Regions from separate parts of the Zea mays genome. Here regions 2 and 3 are each linked to region 1. A link is a contact called in public Hi-C data. All regions are on one chromosome and are shown on one strand. The core of a region is the stretch at or near the end of the contact, and the rest is flanking DNA. Distances in the headings are between cores, read along the strand shown. Region 1 holds the start of LOC100193461 (putative thaumatin domain family protein). Region 2 holds the start of LOC100283196. Region 3 holds the start of LOC100272986 (putative glycosyl hydrolase family 10 protein).

Evidence for each region. Hi-C and Micro-C count contacts between places; a contact is called where the count stands out from the background.
Region 2: a Hi-C map of tassel shows a contact between it and region 1, with 2.7 times the contacts expected there. The contact joins the promoter of LOC100283196 here to the promoter of LOC100193461 in region 1. A contact is called at or near these places in 6 of 25 Hi-C or Micro-C datasets (bundle sheath, ear, leaf and 2 more).
Region 3: a Hi-C map of bundle sheath shows a contact between it and region 1, with 2.2 times the contacts expected there. The contact joins the promoter of LOC100272986 here to the promoter of LOC100193461 in region 1. A contact is called at or near these places in 6 of 25 Hi-C or Micro-C datasets (bundle sheath, ear, endosperm and 3 more).

The regions. Positions count from the first base shown.
Region 1 is chr1:33,256,172-33,260,778 of Zm-B73-REFERENCE-NAM-5.0, forward strand. It overlaps LOC100193461 (putative thaumatin domain family protein), which reads left to right and starts at 2,395. Exons shown (of 3, transcript NM_001399093.1): 1 at 2,395-2,568; 2 at 2,699-3,461. The coding sequence starts at 2,505.
Region 2 is chr1:33,404,835-33,409,441 of Zm-B73-REFERENCE-NAM-5.0, forward strand. It overlaps LOC100283196, which reads right to left and starts at 2,466. Exons shown (of 2, transcript NM_001156098.2): 1 at 2,264-2,466; 2 at 1,266-2,174. The coding sequence starts at 2,429. The coding sequence ends at 1,492.
Region 3 is chr1:33,110,712-33,115,318 of Zm-B73-REFERENCE-NAM-5.0, forward strand. LOC100272986 (putative glycosyl hydrolase family 10 protein) reads left to right here and starts at 2,242. Exons shown (of 6, transcript NM_001147437.1): 1 at 2,242-2,449; 2 at 2,558-2,589; 3 at 3,411-3,570; 4 at 3,695-3,867; 5 at 3,959-4,060; 6 at 4,177-4,607. The coding sequence starts at 2,356.

The sequences.
Region 1 (4,607 bases), core at 1,145-3,644:
CAAAAGCGGGTCTGCTATATCCACTCTTGCTGATCTGTTGCGAGGACTTTTGCCGGAAATCCAGTCATAACTATCACGGATTACATGAGCCCATCTCTAGATCCACGATTAGTCCTACCCAACGAGTTGGAGAAGACGTGTGAGTCAGACTAAGAAATGTCTGCGTCTAAAATGGTCACAACTGTGGCCTCCCTTTTTCGTCATCGTTAAAAAAGAGCACATCCATCTCCATCAAAAGTTTACGTGCACGCGTATTTTCTGTCTTCTGGGCATCCCGAAGGGTCCCACCTCCGATGCTATATCCTACTCTATCCCACCCAAAATAAAATTTGTTTTATACTTTTAGCTGACTCATACAATAATTAATGTACTTGTTTTATATATATATATATATATATATATATATGTGTCTATATTCATCATCGTGTATTTAAATAAGCTACCAACTTAGCAAATATAGTACTCTCTCCATTCTTTTTTATTTTTCATGTTTTACTTAAAAATGAACTAGCGATCGACAAATATTTGAGAACCGATGTGGTAATATGATACAATATAAATGCAGAGTTGTTGAACATTGGCCCAAGAGCAATAGGATTCATGACGGTGGCGATGACAGAGGAGCAATAAATGGATAAACTGGGGGTTATTATATGATGGGACCGAACTAAAAGTCTGCAATACATGCACACTCCGTCCATAAATAAAGAATGTATGCCATACTTCTTAAGGTTTGAATATAACTAAGACAATAGAAAACAATCTTGATATTTATATATCTAATAAATTTATTATAAAAATATTTTCTTCTCAAATGTAATAACACTTATTAGTCATTATGGACACTGATATTGTTTTAAATTATATTTGCTTAATTTTATTTTTTAAAAAAAAAAACTTTCTTGCTCTAAAAATGATATGTATGTTTATTTTAGGACGGAGGGAATTGTTCCATATGGCCGATGGAGGCTATATAGGGATGCTTATGTTTGAGTGTTGATAATGATTATTACTAGACTCCAGCAACCCATGTTATATTGTTTATCCATTCCAAAAAAACTGTGTGTTATTAGAACGCTTGAATCTGTTTTATTTGGGTTGAATTGTTCCAATAATACCTTTTTTCTATTGGATTCTTGAAATCCGATAGGACCAGCATCATCTGAACCTTTCTCCCGTTCGGTGAAAACAAAACATGTGCGCGGGGCCGCGGGTGCATCGGATGTGTTATCAGTCTTGGCTGGAGCCACGTGGGCATGTGTTTTCGGGTGGAGAAAATACCGCACACCTGTGGGGTCTGTGGGCCAAAAATCGTGGGAAAGAACTTAGAAACAACTAGTAAAAGATGTGCGAATGCCATAACCCGTCTATCCCAAATACTCACATTTTTGTCGTGCCTGCAAACCCGTACCGTTTGACGCCTCTGTCGCGCTGTGCTGCCGCGGCAATACGTGCCTCGTGCTTGAGAATGATTGAGATCCCGTGCGCCCATCAGCCCATGTGGGAAGGCGAACTAACTGCTTGTCTTGTTGGTTCTGCTCAGCTCTTGTAGCACTAGGCAGCTGTGCTCCCCCAGTCCCCTCCTCCCTCCTCATGAAACGGGCGGGCGATGATTCCTGGGCATGTGCTCGCTCGCTCGCTCGCTTGCCAACAACATGTTAGCGTCGGGCACTGAAGCTGGTAGCCGTCGCTGTCGCTGTCGTTGTCGAATCTAATGGCCCGAGCCGTCCTTGATTATTCCAGGCGTGAAACCTTATACCAAACACGAATACTCACTCCACTCCACCTCTGTTATTTTTTCCAGCTCCTTTTCCGCTAGGGAAGATTTCCCGTGGACGATGGAAAATCTCAAAATTCCAGATCGGTGAGGTGAAACCGAAACGAGCACACCACGTAACCGAAACCCGCACGGGCACAGCTTCCGGCCGGCGCGGGCCTTTTTTTTCCTTTCCTGCTCTGCTCAGCTTCCCCGTTTCTTCCCGCGTCGATCACCTCCGCTCCACACATCATTTCCCGTCGTCGACGATCATCTCTATAAAATGGACTACCGGACGAGGAGGTCAAAATACCAGCCAGCTCCGATCGGTCGCTCACGGGCGTCGAGATATTTTTGGGAGCTGATATCACCGCGACGCCGCGCACGGAGCCCGGAGCAAGGCGTGGTGGGACCGGTTATTGGTAGCGTATAGCAGCCCCACGCGCGGACAAAAAAGGAAGTCGGCGAGGGGAGCTGGACTCGGTGCCGACTTTGGCTGGGAGGCTGACCTCAGGGCCCAAGTGACCGACGGTCCTCCCCTCCCCTCTCCTTGGGGGGTCGGTCGTCCTCGTCCCTTGGGCTGCGCTGAGAGCCTGGACTCCTCCTATATAAAGTCAAGCGGACGTCAAAGATCAGTCGTCCGCCTCTCATCCCTCCCGTTGCGGCCGACCATCACCAACGGAAGTCGGCAGAGTGAGCCAAGGCCCTGTGTGTGTGTGTGTCTGCCACATTACCTACCCAGATCGAAATGGCGCGGTGCCCAGCTGCTCATGCCGCTCTCTGCTCCCTTGCTCTGCTCCTCCTGCTTCCAGGTGAGTTCGTGATCTCTGCTCTGCTCTGCTCCGCTCTGTCCCCGCCCTTTCGCATTCAAGCAGTGCGCGCTGCTGTTCCGTGACCCCGCGCTGACCCTCCGTGCGGCCGGCGCGCGCGCTTGCCTTGCAGCTGCGCGGGCGGCGACGTTCACCATGACCAACAACTGCGGCTACACGGTGTGGCCGGGGCTGCTGTCGGGCGCCGGCACGGCGCCGCTGCCCACGACGGGGTTCGCGCTGGCGCACGGCGCGTCGGCGGCGGTGGACGCGCCCGCGGGCTGGTCGGGCCGCGTGTGGGCGCGCACGCTCTGCGCCGCGGACGCCGCCACCGGCAGGTTCTCCTGCGCCACGGGCGACTGCGGCTCGGGAGCCGTCCAGTGCAACGGCGGCGGCGCCGCCCCGCCCGCCACGCTGGCGGAGTTCACGCTCGGCGGATCCGGCGGCCTGGACTTCTTCGACGTCAGCCTTGTGGACGGCTACAACGTCCCGATGCTCATCGTCCCCGCGCAGGGCGCGGGCGGTGGTGGCAGCAGCAGCAGCAGCAACGGGTCCGCGGGCGGCTCGAGCAAGTGCATGGCCACCGGCTGCCTCGTGGATCTCAACGGCGCGTGCCCAGCTGATCTGAGGGTAATGGCTGCGTCGGCGTCGGCGTCCGCGTCCGGCGCCGGAGGGGCTGTGGCGTGCCGCAGCGCGTGCGAGGCGTTCGGGTCGCCGCAGTACTGCTGCAGTGGCGCCTACGGAAACCCCAACACGTGCCGCCCGTCAACCTACTCGCAGTTCTTCAAGAACGCTTGCCCGCGCGCCTACAGCTACGCCTACGACGACTCTACCTCCACCTTCACGTGCGCCACCGGCATCAGCTACGCCATCACATTCTGCCCGAGCACCACCAGGTAAATTCTTTCCCAAAATGGAGGTTTCCCTTGTCATACAAGCTCCAAAGGTTAGTGTTTACCTGAAATGGCACCAAATTATTGAGGTGGCTGAATGCCTATTCCGGATGGCAAATTGGATAGCTTGAGACCAGAGGCTGAGACATCACACAGACAGTCCACACCACTAAGGCTTTATTTGTGTACTCTATTAGGGCTTGTTCGGTTCTACCCCAGTCCATATGGATTGAGGGGGATTGAGGGGGTTTCAATCCCTAACAAATCAAAATCCCCTCCAATCCGTATCAATCCCCTCCAATCCATATGGATTGAAAATAACCGAACAAGCCCTTATTAACCTCACTCCATATCGGTTGAGATGTATTAGGGTTTAAGGTCATGTTTGGTTTGATCGACTAAAGATTAGTCCCTTCATTTTAATCTTATTTAGTTTCTAAATTGTCAAACGGTAGTACTAAAATAGGAGGCTAAAATGGACTAAACCATATTAATTCCACATTTGCCCCTCATTTAGTTTAATTGTACTAATAGCAGGAGAATGTTAAAGGTCATTTTAGTGTTTTTATGAGTCATTTAGTATATTTTTACTAATTTTAGTCCATAGGACTAAACATGTTAGGTACTAAACTTTATTCTCCTAACTAAATTTAGTCTCTAGACTAAAGAAACCAAACATGACCTACATTAGTTTAAAATACACCTTAATACATCTCACACGAATTGAGCTCAATACTAGAGTATCCAAGCTAGGTTTAAAGAGTTATTCATTTTACTTTTAATTCATGTGAATTAAGTGGGATTGAGTGAGTTTCAGTCCAAACAATTAAAAAAATATTTTTTCCGAATCTTACTTAATCCATACGTGATAAAATAACCTAACAAGTACTAATGTGTTATCGTGGGCAATGTCCGATGAGAACCTTTTTCTAACCGCTATCTCCGACTGGGGGTGGTTGGTTCTGTGGACTAAAGTTTAGCTCGGGTTACATTAAGCGTTTGACTTTCAAATATGAGTATGAAATATAGACTCAACCAACTGTAATAGATTCGTCTCACTTTTTAATCTTCGGCTGAGAAATTAGTTTTATAATCCGACTATATTTAATACCCCGAACGGAGGTTCAAACATTCGATGTGATAGGGGCT
Region 2 (4,607 bases), core at 1,216-3,715, 150 kb after region 1:
ATTGCTACATTATACAATAGAGTTATTAACATGTAGGTAATATTATTGTCCTGTTTAAATATAGAATGGTACGGTGATGAACCCATGCTACATGTATAGTCCCTTTTCCTATTCAGGATGAGAGCACCTCCATTCTATACCTTTTGACCTATTGATCAAATGGTCATGACCGAGAAAGATGCAATCCAAAACGGCCTTTATGTAATAGAACTCTATTGAATGATCACCATAATGGATTGAAAAGCCGGTGACTTGCATCATGATTAGTTGTTACTCCAGGAACAAGATCACTTGTAAGATCTATTGTTTCTCGAAGGAGTGTGGCATTGCATATGCTTTTAGTTCATCAACCTCCACCAAAAGGAAGGTGGACATGTGTTGAGCACTGAAAATGCCCTACTGAATGGTTTGCGGTCCAGACCGTCCATGGTGGCGACGTGGACGGTCCTCGTTATGGTTCCCGATTTCTAGCAGGATTTTTAGCAAAACCTGCAGAATTAACTCGGGAACGACATGTAAGAGCATCTCCAACAACGTGACCTATAAAAATGCCCTATAATTTAAAGATGAGTATATTTTATAGAATTTAGGGCACCAACAAAACACCCCGCTCCAACAGTAAACCATCAAATCTAGATTATAGGGCAGCCCACTATGGTGTAGTATATTTGAGTCACTTTAGAGGGTGTCCTATAGTTTTTTGACCAAATTTTATGAAATGAGGCACTGTTGGAGCAGTTTTTCCTGCGTAGAGCCCTATATTTCAAATTGAGACACTAATTTGAGGCATTGTTGGAGATGCTCTAACGGGTCCAGGCCTCCTCCCTTTATATAGATGAAGGGCCACGGTCGATTGAGCCCTCGTAATCGATCCAATCAATTCTACTTATCGTTTTTACCTTATGCATTAGGAGTAGCCTTAGTTTAGCTTTTCTCTGCTTCAAATCTTCACCCACATTCGACTCTATGTTGACTAGAGGCGTCTTGGGTAGTGTGCCGACTCTAAGACACACTCTAAGATCTCTCCTACTGGATCCCTACTGGGAGGCTTCTAGGTCTGTTGTGAAGAATACAATCCTCTATGCTATCACGGACCGTCCGAGTCCCAGACACGGACCGTCCGGACGTACGCAGAGGAGGCGCTCCCGCGTACAGGTCGCGGACCGTCCGGTCCTGTACCACGGACCGTTCGCGTCTCCGCAAAGAGTACCGCCAGTTCATCTCCCGATGTTTGGCGTCTACATCGGCTCCAACACGTGCTAGATAAAACAGTTGACATGAAATTGCCTCCATTAGATGGAAGTAGAACACACACTCTTAAACTGACCCAACGTTCATGCTGAACTAATCAACGTCACAAATTATTCCGAGGAAACTGCATAACCTGCAAAAGCCAAGAAACACTGTCCAAACATTCTAGTGCTGACTCTCCATCGCAGAAGGAGGAAAGAAGGGCAACTTCTTGAAGAACGGGAGCAGCCTCTTGAAGAGCTACGGGCCAGTGGCAGCGTCGTGCCTTGCCGGTGGGTGGTAGATGGGGGCTGGCTTCGGCGGCGAATTAACCGGCGCTGACGGCTCCGTGGGCGTCGACGGTGCAGCGTTCGCCGGCGTCGACGGAGGCTTGTGCTCCGGCTCGGGCACCGGCGCCGGTTTGTGCTCAGGAGCGTCTACCGGCGGCGTCGACGGAGGCTTGTGGTCCGGCACGGGCACCGGCGCCGGTTTGTGCTCAGGAACGTCTACCGGCGGCGGCTTGGTGACAGGCGGCACGGAGTGGCCGTGAACGGGCAGGTGCGGGATAACCACAGGCGTGTGGACTCCTACGTGATGGTGGTGCATGCTGTGGAAGAAAGGGTGGCAGAGGAACGCCGAGGCGCACTCGGGCGACGGTTGGTAGACCCTGCCGCCGAGCGCGAGGAACGTCTTCCCGTTGCCGTTGGTGTGGGCCGTGTGGCCGGGTGGCGCGGCGACGATCCTGGAGGGCTCCTGCCCGGGGCACGGCGCACTCGACGCGCTGTGGATGAGCTGCGCGAAGCATTCCGACTTGAGCTCCCCGTCCTCGCCGACGGCGTCGGCGGCCAGCGGGACGCTGAAGGCCCCGGACTTGTTCACCTGTCCCACGGCTGCGCTCTCGTAGGCCCCCTTGCTGTTCTTGCACTTGATGGCCACCTGAAGACCTGGTGGAAAGTAAACGACAGACAAGTCATGCATTCACTAGCCGGCCAGACTGTTTTTAGTAATGCTATATCATGACACAACCTAGTACCTCTGAAAGCTGCCTCGGCGTTCATGTTCCTCCTGGCGCAGTCCGAGCACTTGGCCAAGCCGACAACAACCGGCGGTGCTGTCTCTCCCAGCGCGGCATTGGCGAAACCTATCGCTATCAGAATGCCAAAAACAGACACCAGTAGCTGTCGTGCCTGGATCTCCATTGTCGAGGAATGAGAAGACGTGGATGGGTGAGAGCTGGAATGGAAGCGCAGGGAGGCGTCCCATAAATAGGCGCCCGAGGTCTGACGGCGCAGCTCGATCGGCTCATGTTTCAGTGAAACTACATTGAAAGGCGACCATGGGCAGCTAAACTGAGCGCCGTCTTTGTAGATGGATCGCCAGGTAATATGGCCGCGTGCCGTGCGATCAGCGTTTCCTTCAAGCCTACTCATCCTCCAGCTATCCTCGTACTCGCCGTTAATTGTCCACACTCACCGCCGTACGTAGCGCGCGCGGCGGCATGTGGTCTCTGCTCGTCGTCACTGCGCAGCCACCATTGTCGATCTGGCCTTGCTCAAAAGTTGATGTGCGGAATTCTTGACAGACAGAGAGCGAGTGACCGGTCGCCATTTTCAGACTGAACTCGGTGAGATTTTATATACTTGGCATCTGTTCAGTTCCAACGCCATCTAGCCGTGAACTGGCTGTTGCAACTTGGTAACAAACTGAAGAGGGAAGCTTGATCGCCAGGCCAGAAGCGGACCAAAACCACCACGCCATGTTGCTTGCTCCCGATCGTTCGAGCCGGGACCCCCAGCTGCCGCGCGTGCCATCGAAGCAGGTGGCAGTGGCAGTGGCACTCGACAGTTCTCGGCATGCAGGCAGGACCGCGTGATGGGTTGTGGAGATCGTGCCCACTTTGTACCGACCTCTGCTCTGCACGATCGGACGGACGATCTGGATCCAGTCCAGTGCGTGTATAGTGTTCAACTAACCGTGCGCTGTCCACTCAATCAAGGAGAGACAATGATTAATGCAAAGGTAAAATTTCAGAATTGGAGCTTCTTCAGTAGCCGAATTGACACGGCAGTACAAAGTTGAAGGGTTATCACTTACAGTATGCCTCATTCAGTTTGGCGTCGAACGGCTGGCTTCAAACACGCACGCCCCATTACACCTGAAAGTCGGTTGACAGGGAATAGAAGGCCGGAACTGTTCCGGCCCGGATTGCTTCTTTAATTTGTATAAGTTTTGATCAACAGGAATAATTCTGGGTGCAATCCTATGGAAACGAACAGGCCCTTAGGCCGATTTAAAGAATGATTGTTCGGGTAGGCTCAATATTGATCGGAATCGATTGAGAATGGCGTGACTGACAAATCTGAATCCAAACGGACCATGGGGGTCCATTTCAACACAGGATCAAGCTTAGTATTTCGGTATTTCCTCTTCCTGCAGCGCGGACTATACCGGGCTGGTCAACTTCACTTGAAATTGTTTATGCTTCAACGGTTGAAATTGTTTATGTCGAAAAGCGCACATCAAAGTCTGAACAGCCTGCGCAATTATTATTTTTTATTTCTGTTAGAGAGAAGAAAATAAGAACCATGAGCAGTACTGGGCTGGGCAGATAAACAAAAAACCATCGAGCTACTTTGTTTCTGCCAGGCCCATGTAACATTGATATGTTTTATTTGTCTTCGGTCTAGTACGGTCGCCCTCCGCCGTGATGGGCTGGAGGAATCTTGAAACCCTTCCAGTCCTTTTGCGGTGGCAATTTCGGCCATTTAAAGAAAGTATAATGGTCGCGGCTCAGCCATGAGCACAGGACCTACTGTAGGAAAATCTTATGTGTCAAATCCTTTCTTCCCTAATATATGCAGAAGCGACTATCAATAAAAGCGCACTTCTGATACAGTTTAGCTGCATAGTTGTTTTTACGGGGTGTTTGAATGCGCTAGAACTAATAGTTAATGTTTAAAATTAGTTTAGACATCTAAACATCCTAGCTAATAATTTAGTTATTAGTTATTTTTGTTAAATTAGTTAATAGTTAGGTAGTTATTTGTTAGCTAGCTAATTCCACTAACAATTTTTAGCTAACTAACTATTAATTCTAGTGCATTCAAACACCTCTTAGACAATGCTCCCTTCATACTGAGGTAGAAATCCTTTAGGACATGATGATGCATACCATAGAGTGTTTAATTAGGGTGACATTTGCTATGTTTGCCTATATTAAATAGCGTTGCGGCAGTATTGTTGACACAAAAACCATTCGTTTAAATTAGTTACATAGAGGTCGAGGAACAGGGACATGAGGTCTTAAGATAAAAAAATCCTATACTTTTTTTTTTCATTTCGCCCGTTTTCATTGCATGGCGCTTTTTTTCTAAAGT
Region 3 (4,607 bases), core at 992-3,491, 150 kb before region 1:
AAATTTATATTAAAATAATAGACTTTTGGCATTTTCATATGGGACTTAAGGTTATCTCCATGTGAGAACTTAAGATTATCTTTTTATAAACTATTTATTAATATTGGTAACTTAGTTGCAATTTTCGATCGACACTACAATATTTTTATGAATTTAATTGTATTTTAATGATTTTCTAAGTATCTAAGTTTTAACATAATTAATACTTCACTTTACCATTTTACGTGGGAATTTGAGATTATATTCTATAAAATGTTTATTAGTCTTGATAATTTACTTGTAATTTCATAGTCGAACAATAATATTTTATGATAACCAATTAATGCATTATCCGACAAGTATCTGATATCCGATCAAATAATATTCGTATCCGTCACTTTTCCGCTCAGATAAATATCCGATCCATATATCCATACTCGTCCTGTTTCTAACTATGCATATCCGATCTCAAACCCGTTTTAAATACATTAGGATATGATACAGGATACTATCCGTCCATATCTGTCCATTTTCACCCTAGCATCGATGCGCATGCGCTCTTTCTCCTCCGAGACCCTGTGGTGGTGGCGCCTACAATTGAATACTTTTGTGAACGAACGTGGTAGGATTAGCGCGCGTGCGAGCGCCCCACTCCGCGTATTTTGTGCAGCCTGTAGCCGCGTGTACACGGCTAGTCGGCTCTACGGAACAAAAATAAAGATACTCCGCGAGTGCCCCCCACTGTCCGTGTGTATTTTGGGGGCAAGGCAAAGCACCGGATGTTCTAGCAACCGCATGGCCGCATGCATTGCATGGCCCGTGTTCGCAAAGGGGATCCCTTTTTCTGGCCGGCAAGCGCGCGGCTTTGGAAACCCACTTCCGAAAGGCAGACAATAATTCCAACCGCTGCGGCGTGCGGTGCCTTTGGACCGATGATTCCCCTGTGGAAAAGATGGGCTTAAACTCTCCCCCCCTTTTCGTTTGTTTGGTGAAGAAAGCCGACGAAGATAATAATAATAAGAAGATTTATCGATACGCGAAAGGCAGCGGTAGGTTGTAGCCGAATTAAGTACAATACAATGCTGTATTCAGTTTTATACAAGTGGGCTGCTTTTGGCAAATTAGTAAAACGTACCAAGCGATGCACGTAACCTACGTTATGTTTTCACAATGCGGTAGGCCGTGTAGCACCCAGCTACTACACACTACTGCCGCTAACCTATGTACTACTAAAATATGAACACCGGGTGTTCATGCACAACTATTTACTAGCCGCACGAGTACGGGGCAAGCGAGAGGATCGAAAAGGGAACTCGTGACATCGCCAGCCACTGATCGACCGACTTTTGCACCGCTTCATTCGCGGAATGTGTGATTATCCTCGTTGGTGAACGGCCTCAAGCAAGCCATGCAGAACAACGGCCTCAAGCACTTGCCGGCATGCCGAGCATCACTACATTCACACTAGCTCTCTACGGGACACGGCGCCCCCAGCGACACGTGAATTGGTGACAGGATATCGTACGTGACTACCACCCCTTGGGCTTTACCACGTACACCGCCGACCCATCTGCGCCCGCCGGTTCAATGCCAGGGAGAAAACAACAGAAGAAACTTCGAGGTCCGCGGTACAGTTCCCATGGCGTGACGCGGGGCGGCGGACCCACACGAGACCACGGAATAAGGCGACGGGTACTCACAGGACCCTGATATGATCTTACCTTCTTCACCACCCCGTGCCTACTGCCTACCGCTCTGCCGCTCGCATGTGAAGTGAACCGGCCGGGGGAACAGGCGCTAGTACTGTTGGCTAGGCCCGGTGCAGGAGCACCAGCAGAAGACGGCCACCAGTGACCAGCCCGCTACGCTGGCTAATTTAGGAGTCCAAATACCGAAAGGAATTGAAGGAGCTAAAATCCATAATTTATTCAAAATTGAGTAAGTAGGGGATTTTAGTCCCTCCAAACTAGCCATAAGCGAACAGCGGGTTATTACTTGCGGCGGCAGCAGCAGACTCCCGAGGACCAGGTGTACGTGAATATACGTGGTGGGCAGCACCCACAGCGGCCGGCCCGTGACTCCGCCGGCCAGGGCCAGTGGTAGCTTGCCAAGTGCGAGAAGGCCGGCGCTCTCTGATCAAGTGCGGAAACGGGTGGTGCCAACTGCCATGTGACCACCGGCTATATATAGCGATGCACAGCTCCCCTTGCTCTGATCACGACCCGCGTGTAGGTGTAGCACTCTCCATCCTCATTGCTAACTGCTCGATTCTCCTCCATACCCTTGTGCACGCACAGCCGACACTGCAGTGAGGAACTTGAACAGAGGAAGAAGCCCGGCTGAGCGCTCTCTCGTCTAGCTAGCTGCGCTGCGGCGATGAAGATGCATCGCTTCGCTCTGCGTGGCCTGGGGTTTCTCGTCCTGTGGATGCTGCATTGCGGAAGCGAGCTCGCCGCGGCGGTGCCTCCAGGTCAGTGGCTCGCACAGTCGCACTCCCCCTTTCTACCTCTCTCTCGTACTTCGTTTTTTTTCCTGCGAGTTATCATATCCATCGTTTGAGCTTCCTGGTGACATGCAGATGGCTGGTACGATTACTCCGCCTACACCGACGTAAGTCTCCATGCACCGAATGAAGCATTCTTTTTTCTTCCAGAATCGCCAAGCTTTTATCTGCACACGTCATGCATGAGTAACACCCAGCAGCAAATGCAAGTTCGTTTCGTTCATTATTAACCGTTCAAACTATATGCGTGTATCTCTGATGGTTCTTGCATCTTTATCAAACACACCATTTCACCCGGGTGACCACTAAATAACCAATGCGGTCGGCAGCAGAGAGAGCCGGGGAAGATGGCGAAGCTCAAAGCCGCCATTGTTGGGACCACAAAACAAATGCTTCCTCTTCCCCACAAGGCCACAAATCCACAATGCACATGATCCTCCCTCACTCTCTCCGGTCCGTCCGGCCGGCCACTCCAGTTTTGTTCCCATGCGTGCGCTGGGACACCTCAGCGCCCCCACCAGTACAGTACCTACCACACTACCAGAGATGCTAGCAGCCAATAGACATTATCACACGGAGCGAGCAAGTGACAAGTACTATACTACTACACTTCTCGTCTTCTCGATAGTATTCTAAGCTCCATCTGGAATGGTTGCAAGCATCGTGATCATCATGTCCCTCTTTAATTTATCAAGCCCTGCACGCGCGCGGCTAACATGCGGTTCTGGGCCGACCAAGTGACCAACTAACGCAGCGCAAGCAACAGTGAGCCTTCGCGTCGCGCGCGTGTCATCTGTCGCTGTCACGTCCACACCTATCATACGCTTGAGCTTTGATAGAATAAAATAAACTATGCGCGGCGCAGAACATGAACAACAGAGTAGAGCGCGGCGTGCGCTAACTCCAGGTTTATTTGCGTGGCGTCCAGTGCAGGGGCCAGCCGGAGCCGGCGCTGTACAACGGAGGCATTCTCAAGTTCGGCAGCAGCGGCGGAGACCCGGACGGATACCGCACGACGGAGACCGGCGTCTTCTCCCCGGCGTTCGTGGTGTACAACCTCAACAAGACCACCATGTACACCTTCTCATGTGAGCTCTCCTACCCTTTTTGCAGTCATGTAGTACATACACATGTGAGGCCGACTACTAGTACTACTACGCTCGTGCATGTGAGCTTCAATAATTCTCGATCCCTGTCACACGCATGCATCAGGCTGGGTGAAGCTGGAAGGCGCGTACTCGGCTCTGATCACCGCGAGGCTGGCGCCGGACAACACCGGCGCCAGGTGCATCGCCACGGTCGTTGCCAGGAGCGACTGCTGGGCCTTCGTCAAGGGCGGATTCGTCCTGGACTGGCCGACGCAGACCTCGGTCATCTTCTTTCAGGTACGCGCGCAAGCACGCATCGGATGCATGCGCTGGCTGAATTGGCAAATTGAGGTTTTCATTATATATTGTTCATGCGCGCGCCCTGCAGAATGCTGACAAGACGCCCATGAAGATCACCGTGGCGAGCGGGTCGCTGCAGCCGTTCACCACGGACCAGTGGGCGATGCACCAGCAGGATACCATCCGGAAGGTAACGAACGAGGCCGGAGAAGAGGAACGCGTTCGACGATGCGACTAAAGTAGTACAGTACAGTACTAATCTTCTTCATCTCTTGTTTATATATGTATACCCGATCGATCGAGCAGAGGAGGAAGCGCGTGGCGACCATCCACGTGGCCGACCCGCAGGGCGCCCGCGTGGTGGGCGCGTCCGTGTCGGTGCAGCAGACGGCCAAGGACTTCCCGATCGGTTCGGCGATCGCGTCCACCATCCTTGGGAACCAGGCGTACCAGCAGTGGTTCGTGGACCGGTTCAACGCGGCGGTGTTCGAGGACGAGCTCAAGTGGTACTCGACGGAGCCCATGTCGGGGCAGCTGCGCTTCGACGTGCCGGACCAGATGCTGGCGTTCGTGCGGTCGCACCGCGTGATGGTGCGCGGCCACAACATCTTCTGGGAGAACCAGGACGCGACGCCCCGGTGGGTGAAGAACCTGACGGCGGACGACCTCCGCGCCGCCGTCAACACGCGCATCCAGAGCCTCATGACCCGCTACCGCGGCGAGTTCGCGCACTGGGA